Regions from separate parts of the Mus musculus genome. Here region 1 is linked to region 2. The links are chromatin contacts, called in public Hi-C maps. All regions are on one chromosome and are shown on one strand. Each heading gives the region's core, a stretch centred on a gene start, on an enhancer-like site or on the middle of the called end of the contact. The rest is flanking DNA. Distances are from core to core; before and after follow the strand shown.

Region 1 (5,315 bases), core at 88-2,587, 1.3 Mb after region 2:
ACAGGGAAGATAGTCTTGTCTGGAAGCTGCGTGAATCATTTGAGGTAAAGGCCTTATTTTACCTACCTTCCAGACCTTCTTTTCAGCCTTTTCTTTCCCTTTCTCCATCCGTCTTTTTCTTTCCTCCCTTTCTGTGTCACTCTTTCAATAAGTATCACAAGTTGTCTTCTAGCAACTGAAAAACAGAAAGGATATACCAGGAAAGTATAATCTTCATTAACTTAAAAAAGGTACTTGTGATACATTCTAACCTCATGTTGGTTTAAGCATGTCCTCTAATTTGAAATAGGGTGAAGTGCTTCTCTGGTTAAGTCATCGCTCTTGTGCTGTTTGCTATATAGTTTCAAGAATATATATTTCAAAAACATTGGAAAAAAATAATCCCAAACAAATGCAACAGAGCTCCACATACTTGAAACATATTGTCCAAATTTATCTTAAATCTCTGTGCTGCAGAACGTTTCTGTGTGCATGGATTAGGCCGGCTGATGACTTCTTCATCTATCACTATCCTGGGTGATTGTGTCGAGCAGAAGAGAATGACTTACATATGGTCCCACTTTGTCGTAGTTTGTAGGGCCTCTGGGTTGGAACCATTTGATCAGAGAAGCCAACCGTCACAGAAATTTGGCTAATGTCGAAATCCTACATATGCACATGTACACATAGATCAGGTCAGACTGTGTCTATTCCTGTTTGAACTCGTGGTTTCCTTCCGTGTATTGATTGCTAGTTCTTTCTCTTAAAATACTGATGACATTAACACAAAAAAAAACCCTCATACTTGTTTTGATCATGATATTCTGTAAAGGCATTACGTTACAGGTGTGGTCCAGGCTGATGTGGAAAATGTTTCTCAGTTAAAGCTATGAGTATGTCCAACATCTTTCTAGAACTGAACAGAGCTAGAAATACCAAAGATTATCTTCAGCAGAAATCTAACTCTTACATTTGAAGAAGAAGCCCATGGTGGGCTTTATATTGTATCTTTTTTTCTTGGTGTAAGTACTTAAAAGGACAGAGGACTTAAGTGAACTTTCTCAAGTTAGGTATTCTTGTCATCTGAGGTGGGTGACTGGCCGGGCTGGTAGATCCTTCTTTAGTAAATGGAGCTTCTGAGAGCGTTTCTCCCTTTGGGGTCTTTCTCCTTGTTTTGTTCTTTCCTTGTTTCTCCTTTTTCTTTCTTTCTATTGCTTCATTGATGTTTTTTTTTCATGCTTCCCATTTCCCCCTCCCCCTCTGCTCTTGCCTTTTCGGTCTGTTCAGCCACGTGCTCTGTGGATCTGGCCTGCCTTCCCTCTTGGTTCCCTGTGAGTGTTAGCAGAATGAAAGCCAGATGGACCAGCAGTTCCCACTGTTATCTTCCAGCAGACTCTGGCAAGCCTCCCTCCCTCCTTCCTTTCTTGGCATGACAGAAGTATTTGCCTTTATTTAGGGAGCCCATGTTCGCTGCTGTACCTCTTCCCTCAGCTGCAGCATAAGCGGAAAACTTTATTCTCCTCTTGCCGAGGTTGATTGAGGAGAGTAGACATGCCGTAGATTTATCAAAGGAGCAGTTTGAAGCCCGCCCAAATTGTTTATTTTTCTGAAATAAGGGATTACTGAAGCTGGTGGTTGCGTGCCCTGGGATAGCAGTATAAAGACATGGTTTTTGCAGTAAGATAAAGTCTGGAGTAAGTTGTATTTGTGTTGGTGTTGCCGCCAACATGTCCCTCGGGATACTTCTCTTGAACTGGGATTATTCAGTGTTATTAAACCAATGGTAGAGAAGAAGACACAGAGCCTGATACTGCTGACTCAATTATGAAGCAAAATATACTTACTAGGCTGTAGATGATGGTATTACATCATCCCTAAAATAGGATCAACATTATTTGAGCTTTTAAAATGCCCTGTTTTTGTTGCACTCTCCTTTTTATGAAAATGCTTTTTTTTTTTCTTTTTTTTTGACGCAGGGTATTACTAAGTAGCTTTCATGAGTTTAGACCAGAATGGCTTCAGATTTAAAGCAATCCCTCTGTCTCTGCCTCTCAAGTGCTGAAATTCCTGGTGTATGCTACCAGGCCTAGGTAGAAAACTGCTTTTGTTTGTTTGAGATACAAGCTTAGTATTTCAAGCTGTCCTTGAACTCCTGTTTCTCTTTGCCTTCGTTTGCCAAGTGATGGGATTACAAGCATGCGTCATGAGAGGTGCCATAGCAAGTTTCTTTGAAGAAAATAAGCTAGGTTTGGGATTATAATAACAGTAATTTGACTGTTTAGTTTCATTGACTTTAATTTTTTTTACTTATTTTAATTTTATGTGTATGTATGTGTACCGTGTGTGTGTGTGTGTGTGTGTGTGTGTGTGTGTGAGAGAGAGAGAGAGAGAGAGAGAGCACCGTGTGTGTGTGCACTAGCCTTAGGATGTCAGAGAGGGTATTGGACCTCTTAGAACTGGAGTTAAAAGTGATTGTGAGCAAGCACATAGGTGCTGTGAATTGATCTCAGTATGTCCTCTTAACCACTGAGCCATCTTTTCAGCTCTTAGTATCTGACTCTTAAGGAAATTTGGGAATTATTTGCGAGGCCATGGGTGTGGGGGAAATTGTGGAACAGGAGTTAAATCTGTAACTGACTGGGAACAATCAGTTGAGATCTCTACCTTCTGAACAGCACACCCCGGTCCTGTGCGTAGCCCATTGCCCCACAATTATTTGTTCTAATTTTCATAATGATTTAAAATGTATGCTCTGAATAGTGTATTATTTTGCCTTTTTTTAGGAAGTGCAAGTTTAAAATTTTTGTCTCTAAAGTTTAGTACTATCTCAAAAATGTTTTTGGAGTGCCTATCATGTATTTGTATAAAATTGGACCTAAGGCATAAAGCAAGAAACCATTTCATTTTCAGCGAGAATCTACTGCCTTGAAAATTTTATTAGCCTAAAAAGTAGATGGGAATATCCAGGGAAAAATAAACTTAGAAGCCCCATGTACACACTGTCATTCATCATTAGGATACCAACAAAGGGGAAAGGATGCATGTTCAAGGCTAGCCTGGCCCTCATAGTGAGTTTCCATGTCAGCCTAGACTGCTGAGTGGCTACATGGGAGAAAAAGGAAATAGACTTAGAAGAAAACACCCTGGGCTTATACATGGTCATCATTAGGTAACGAGGGGTTTGTACAGGGCCCTCCTTTAGTTTTTATCAATTTTTACTTTGAGACTTTCGTGTTCTAAGGATATAAATTGGAGTATTGCTCTCAAGCTTGTAACTAACAGGACAGGCCAGGAATTCACACATTCCACATAAAGAATAGCTTAACTTTACTATAGACCAAGCATTTATGTGTTTTTAAAGTAGGGCAGATAAAATTGAGGATCTGGGGAACACAGAAACTTTTTTCATTTAATCAACCAGAAGAATAAGCAAGGTGGGGATGGGAGATCTGGTAGAAATGGAAGATGCCTGCTCAATGCCAGGACCTCCTTCTGGCTTAGCTGATGCTGCAAGTCCATTACTTCTGAGCTGTCAGGGCGGGTTCATTATCATCTTCTTCATCTGTTTTCTACTGAGTGAAATTGTGTTGATGCACAGAGCAGTACCAAGGTGGCATCTGCCTAAGCCGGGAATAATAGAGTATTATATAGCCTGGTTACAAATGAAGTCCAGCCCCAACCCCCACCTATGCTACACCTTCTCAAGCGGCTGCATGGATGACAAAAGTCTGCTTTCAACTTCCATAGATCAGAGTATTTTACTGATAGAAGATGTGTGATTTCTTCTGTTTGTGTGCCTCTGAAAGAGACAGACCGACTTTGTGAGTCCTGGGTGTTGAAGGAGGGAAATAACCTGTTCCTGGTGGCATTCCCAGATCGTACCGAGAAGCACTCCACAATGCCAGACTCACCTGTGGATGTGAAGACGCAGTCTAGGCTGACTCCCCCAGCAATGCCACCTCCTCCAACCACTCAAGGAGCTCCAAGAACCAGCTCATTTACGCCAACGACATGTAAGTACTCAGTTCTGAACTGAAGGTTTCAGTTTGAAAGGGTAAATTGAAATTTTTCTGCACATAAAAAACAATCATCAAGAAAAAATAAAATCCAATATCAACGCTTTATGCAGAATCAAGTGCAAAAGCCTTGAAAGTTTGCCAGTGGTAATGGTTATTGAACCCAAACAAAAGTGTCGTGTTTTAGGTATAATTGGTACAACTGTGAATATTTGCCTGCCTTTATATTATTTCTTCAACATTGTAATCCACCATGATTTGAGCAAATGAATAATATTACATTTGCTCCCTTGGTCTAGTTACGCCTATGACTTTTAATTCATGTTAATGTAGAGCTCTTTATTTTGGTTGTTCAATTTCACTTAGAACATAGAAATGTGCTATAATTATTTCAAGTTATTTCTACCTTGCTTTCTTCTATGTCAAATAGCTACAAATAATTTTTTTTGAAAGTCCCTCACATTCTGAAGTTGATGCCACGGTTCCCAGTGGAAACCTTTCTGAATTCAGCAGCGTGACTCTTGTTAGGACCTGCTGGACTTTTATCAAACCATATCCCATTTGCATTTAGCCCAGGTCCCGTGTTCTGAGTTTTTCCTGTAGCATCCCAGAAAGGACCAGAAAATTCAGACCACCAAGCAACTTCCCCATTCTAGCAGGGCCCCTCTGGAGAATGGTTTCAATCAGTCTCAGAGTTCTGGTTAAAATTGTCATCAAAGCCTTGTGATGCTAAGAAATATTTATCTGTTATAGATGATACTCTTAATGGACCATGTGCCATGAAACCATATGAATGAAAAAATATCTAAGGGGCAAAAATAGATCCACTAGTCTCTAAAGATAGACAGCCTAAGCAGTCATGCACAACTGCCCTGCCATTTAAAAGCTCTTTCCAAATGTGTACGGGGCAGAAGGCTGTGACATGCCAAGTTGTAACCTGTCATCAAAAGGTTTCTTATCCAGAGAAATGGTGACAGGCATGTGTCTCTTGAGAAGACCTCCTGAGCTAACATTGATAGGTTACTTTGTCCCTCATTCAGATGAAAGAACATTTACTTCTGGTTTTCTCTTGCTTTTAAGGCATGGTCTCACTATGTAGCCCGTGGTGGCCTTAGACAGTTATGTCCAGTTGAAGATAACATTAACCTCATATGCTTCTTGCCTGCATCTTCCCAGTGCTGGATGCTAGACATGCGGCACAGCACACTGGGACTCCGATGCTAGTTCTTATAGACCCATCATCCTTGCTGTTCAAATAAGTTTCATTAGAAAGCAATTTAGTAAATTACTACTAATCCATGCTCTCGGTTAAACTGAGTT
Region 2 (5,051 bases), core at 1,289-3,788:
ACACATACAAAAAAAGAGAATGCTTTAAAAGTAATCATCTATGAATTTGTTAAGCACTTTCAGGTAAGTACTTTATGCACCTACTAATGCTAATGCTCACAACCGTCCTATAAGGTCCTAGGCAAGGGGAGATTTTGGTCATAGTGTAGTGAAGGAAATCCAAGGACAATGTGTGATCCCAGCATCAGATGTAATTGTCAACAAGAGCCTGAGACTGCCCATTCTGAACCGCATGTGAGGTGATGGGAGGACCAAACTCTGATTGATGCTGTTGAGCATCAGTCAAGATCATCAGAGTTTAATATGTAGGCATGTAGTAGCCAAACTCGTATGAATATTCAGTCTCTTGTTAATTTATAAAGAATTAGGACTTAAAAAGGATGCAATCTCACCACGCTATTAGGTTAAGCTCTCCTACAACAAACCAGAAAAAAATGTATTGTAAATTAGGCCATTTTGGAATCCGTGCAATTTAAATGGTTGAGTTATTTTATGTTAGGAAAGTGACTGCACAATATTCATTAGCTAATTTTCATGATGTTTTGTTGTTGTTGTTGTTGTTTTTTTAACACATTGGGCCAAATTACACTTTCAGAGATGCTGACAGAATTTTAATTAACATAATAGGTCTAAATTCAGTTCTTTCTATGGTTGCTTCATTTTGATTCAGGGAGGTGTTGAGCATTATAATTTTCCTTTTTGTAAGGAAGGAAAGCCAGTTTCTGCAGGCTGAATCATGCGCTCACAACCTGCATGAGAATAAGCCCAACACAGGTGTGAGTTTTACCAACGTGAAGTCTAAGCCCTAACAGAGTGGCCGATGGCAGTAAATTATAGCCCCACCTCTCCCTGTATGAAGTACCTCGGCCCCACTCTCTCCCCTGCCCTTACCTGTCTTTTTGTCATCGCTGTTGTCTTATAGAAGTTTACAAGCCTGGAAAAGACAAATATTCGGGTACATTAAACGAATTTGTAAAACATGTACTTTATGAAATATTGTAAGATACATCACATTGTATTGTGTGTATTTCCATTGCAGGTTGTCCCTCCAAAGCATTGCAGAGGCTGACATTGTCACCAGCCCCCAAGGGAAGAAAGCAATAGCATTCATAAAAAAGGGGTCCCAGTGAACTCAGAGTTTATATGCATATGCTTTCTGCTGAAAGCATTGCAGTAATATGAACAACATGTTTTGACCATCTCCTGTCTGAGCCATTTTCCTGTCTGCCAGCTTCCAGGATCATGTGTGATTGTGTAGCAGCACAAAAACCAAATTCTAAGGTGCCTGCAACATCTTACAGCTATTACCTCTGGTCGTGTGGATTTGTGGTTTAAGAAAAAAAAAATATTAGCAGGAGCAAGGGGACACTCAGTACTTAACATAAGCAGCTGTTAATTATAAAACCACAGTCATTTGTATTTTACTAAAAATGTTGATATGACTCTCAAAGAATTTTAAGAAAGCCATTAAATCCCTTTCATCTCTGCATCTGATTTCTACACTTGCCACTTCCTTCTCCCTAAATAATCCCTACTCTCCCTTTTGAGTCCTATTAAGGATCATAAAAACCAATAAAATATCTTTTTGGAGAAAGCCAAAATGTATTTGAGAGAATTAGGGTTGATTAGGGAGATGCTATACTAGATATTATCGCAAATTAGTTCTGTTAAATATGGAGAGGTTGAGCGTTCTGTACATCTCTCTGCAATAAAATACATGGACACGTGTGTGCTCACACATGAGATCCACTGACACAGAGAGCTGCTGGCACCGATCCTTACATGTTTAATCACAGCCCTGCTGTAACAGAAAGAACAGGTTGGTCAAGGATGGGAGGATTTTCTGTAGAAGCTGGAGACATCAATGCACTGTAAGATATTATTTCTTGTCTTCAAGTCTGTCTTTTATTTTGTTTACACAACAAAGTTATTATGCTAATTATGTAGTAATATGCCGCCCCTGAGGACATTCCACGTTGATAGCATCTACTTTAGGATGCAGATTGGGAGCCAATATGTGATTATTGCTATTTCAAAATGATTTGATCACTGCAACAATTTTTCATTCAGAGGGAGTTCTCTGGCTGTACAGCCTTGGTATGGATTTAACAGCACAGTGCAGAAAAAATAATCAGGAGAGTTTGGGGGATTTTTAAAAATGTTCTTCTCAAAGAATATCAATAAATAATATTTTGGAATAGTGAGTCAAGACTAAGCTGTGTATGTGTGTGTGTTTGTACTCTTTCACATGTGCACGATGGAGTGCGGTTGAAAACTCATGTTAATATGTATACAACCTCACTAGGGGGAGCTCTTGGCTGGCTGTTCAGTAGCCTGACCATTGTCTGTAGGAGACAATTTTTCTTTGTTTGAAAATTTACAAGTCATCAATGAAAATGCCACAAATACAGTAGAAGTTTAGGGGGTGGTCACACCACTGGGTTTCAAATCGGGATTTAGGTGAGGAAGGGAAGTCAGTTTCTTCCGTGCTCCCTTTCCCCAGCCATTCTATAACTGCATCCCATCATTTGACAGGTTTCAGAGCTGCTGCAAGTATCTCTCTTTGCCATAGGGCTTTCTGCAGTCTGCTCCTTCTGGGAGTCTCTCCACTGATACTTGGCAATAACAATGAAGATTTTGCAAAGGCCAGGTACTCAGATCAATTAACTAAGCAATGCTCCAAATGTGATCATAGTACCGAACATTATAGTGTTGCTTTAAAACTGGGAACTTTGTGATTAGAGATGCAGACGATCCAAAGAATTTTGGGGTGGGGTGTTAATCAACCGAAGAAATACAAATATTTGTAAAATTTTCTTAAGACAATTACTTTTGGAAGCAAAGCAAAATATGCCAGCCCTAAGGGAACAGTGTGACTGGCTTGGGCAATTCTCATTTTATTATCCTTACTCTGAAAACTCCAATCTCTCCCTCTCCCTCTCCTTCTCCCCCTCCCCCACCTCTCTCTCTCTCTCTCTCTCTCTCTCTCTCTCTCTCTCTCTCTCTCTCTCTCTCTCTCTCTTGTGTGTGTGTGTGTGTGTGTGTGTATCTTTTTAAATCAGAGGAAAAAGAAATAAAGCCAAGTGCCTCTTTCCCTACCATGTTCCTTTCCTTTTTTCTCTACTCTAATGACATTTGGCAGGCTCGGCTGTGTAATGCTCGACTGGTTTTATTGTTGTCTGTTCCCAGTGGGGAATAGTTGACACTGCTCTCTGTTTTCAATTGATATCCATTTTCAACAATATTGCTTTCTATTAGATTCCTGCACAGTTTGTGCCAAGCAAACTGAATATTTACTGGGCTGACCTCAAACCCTTCAAATCAACAAACACTAGAATAAGCAAAAGTATGCATTTTAAAGATCAAATGTTTCTGAATGCTCTTTACAAAATTATTATTTTTAAATGCACCTTGAACTGCAGATTAAATAATATTATGGTATTGCCTCTGTTAGCCCATTTTATTTATTTACTTTCACATGTTAAGTAATGGTATTAAATGTTAAAACACAGTTGTATATATTACTTAGTGAAGGATAATAACAATTCAATAATTTCGTATTTAGCAGACTCCCCTTTTAAGCAATCAAGCATTTTTGGCCCATTACCTTTTAGTGTACACATAGTTTGTAATATCATATTGCATAGGACAACTGAGTTCGACAAAGCAGAAGATGGACAACCACTCCAAGCTTCTTTAGTGCCGGGAGGTTCTGAGTTAGAATTGGAAAGCAAATCCTTTAACCATTGAAAGCCAAATAGCCACTGAATGACATGAATATTTCTAACATCTTTGCTTCACTGTGCTAACCAAAGTTGTCAGAATCTTAATCATACATGCTACCCATCTATTACAGTGCACCAGGCTATAGGGGACAGGTAGGAAATAGACAGCCTTTAATTTTGGAGAAAATCAAGAAAAGGATTAGAAAAGAAAGGGATTTCATATTTTTGAGAAACACCTCGAAACTATTGTCATTTAGCCAAATATGCCTAGTTTCTCTAAAAAACAAAAAGAAAAACAAAAACCAAAGCTTACTGTTCCACCCTTCGGCTGAAGCGGACTATAATCGGATATGTCTACATAAAAGCCTTTGGTAAGTTAAGGTAGCTATTGGCTATTCAAGCAAATAATCACAGGCAGTGACAACAGAAGTACAGAAAGTGCTAACAAGTATTGTGGTGTCTAAAAGATGCTCCATAGATTTGGCTCCCTGGGACCCATGTAAAGGTAGTGTGCACTTGTAACCCCAGCTCTGGGAGAAAGGAGATTGGAAGACTGTGGGATTTTGCTAGCCAGCCAGTATAATGGAAACAACAAAAGGCAGTTTTAATAAGAAAAACTCTGGCTTCCAAGTAAGGTGAAGAAAAATAGAAGAATCTGAAATGTGCCTCTGACTTTTCCTTAGACTGAGATCTCTCTCTCTCTCTCTCTCTCTCTCTCTCTCTCACACACACACACACACACACACACACACACACACTTGCATGTGTGCTTGCACACACACACATGCGTGCACAGACACATACACAAAACACAAAGGGAGAGAAAAAAGATTATAGTGAAAATACAGTCTTTAATGATGTGCACATGACCATGGCTATGACATTACAGAAGATAACCCATTGGGTGAAGTTTGAATCCAATTCATAAGAAAAAAAGACAATGAACCAAAGGTCCCACTTGCAGAGACTGACTTCTCTTTCCAAGCTTGCATTCTTTCTTTCTTTCTTTGTTTTTTTTTCCTTTTTTTTTAAATTTTATTTTATTTTCGAGGCAGGGTTTCTCTGTGTAGCCCTGACTGTCCTGGAACTCACTCTGTAGACCAGGCTGGCCTTGAACTCAGAATTCTGCCTGCTGCTGCCTCCCAAGTGCTGGGATTAAAGGCTCCAAGCTTCCTTAATTTTTTTCCCTTTCCTAATATTTATTCAGTCTGAACCAACCACCTTCTTTCTCTTGATGCAGAACCTGATGTCTTCTTACCATTTCTTGAGCCCACTGTGCCTGCCAGCACCTTAGAACCAAGCAGTTCCAACAGTGCGTTGTTTACC

Evidence for each region. A called contact is a pair of places that touch in the nucleus more often than the background predicts.
Region 1: a Hi-C map of cortical neurons shows a contact between it and region 2, with 2.0 times the contacts expected there. The contact joins two enhancer-like sites. A contact is called at or near these places in 1 of 484 Hi-C or Micro-C datasets (cortical neurons), 1 of 115 datasets of contacts at active chromatin or transcription factors (SST interneurons) and 2 of 9 other capture datasets (embryonic tail and embryonic trunk).

Annotation. Positions count from the first base shown.
Region 1 is chr4:13,831,779-13,837,093 of GRCm38.p6, forward strand. It overlaps Runx1t1 (RUNX1 translocation partner 1), which reads left to right. Exons shown (of 11, transcript NM_009822.3): 2 at 3,855-3,992. Among named protein-coding and RNA genes, the nearest start is that of Runx1t1, 50 kb to the left of the region's middle. Within about 2 kb of position 1,338, at least 75 of the 459 cell types and tissues checked have an H3K27ac peak or open chromatin away from gene starts, as enhancers often do. A contact at or near this core is called in SST interneurons and cortical neurons, where this site is marked.
Region 2 is chr4:12,536,478-12,541,528 of GRCm38.p6, forward strand. No RefSeq gene overlaps it. Among named protein-coding and RNA genes, the nearest start is that of Gm46846, 360 kb to the left of the region's middle. Within about 2 kb of position 2,539, at least 32 of the 459 cell types and tissues checked have an H3K27ac peak or open chromatin away from gene starts, as enhancers often do. A contact at or near this core is called in SST interneurons and cortical neurons, where this site is marked.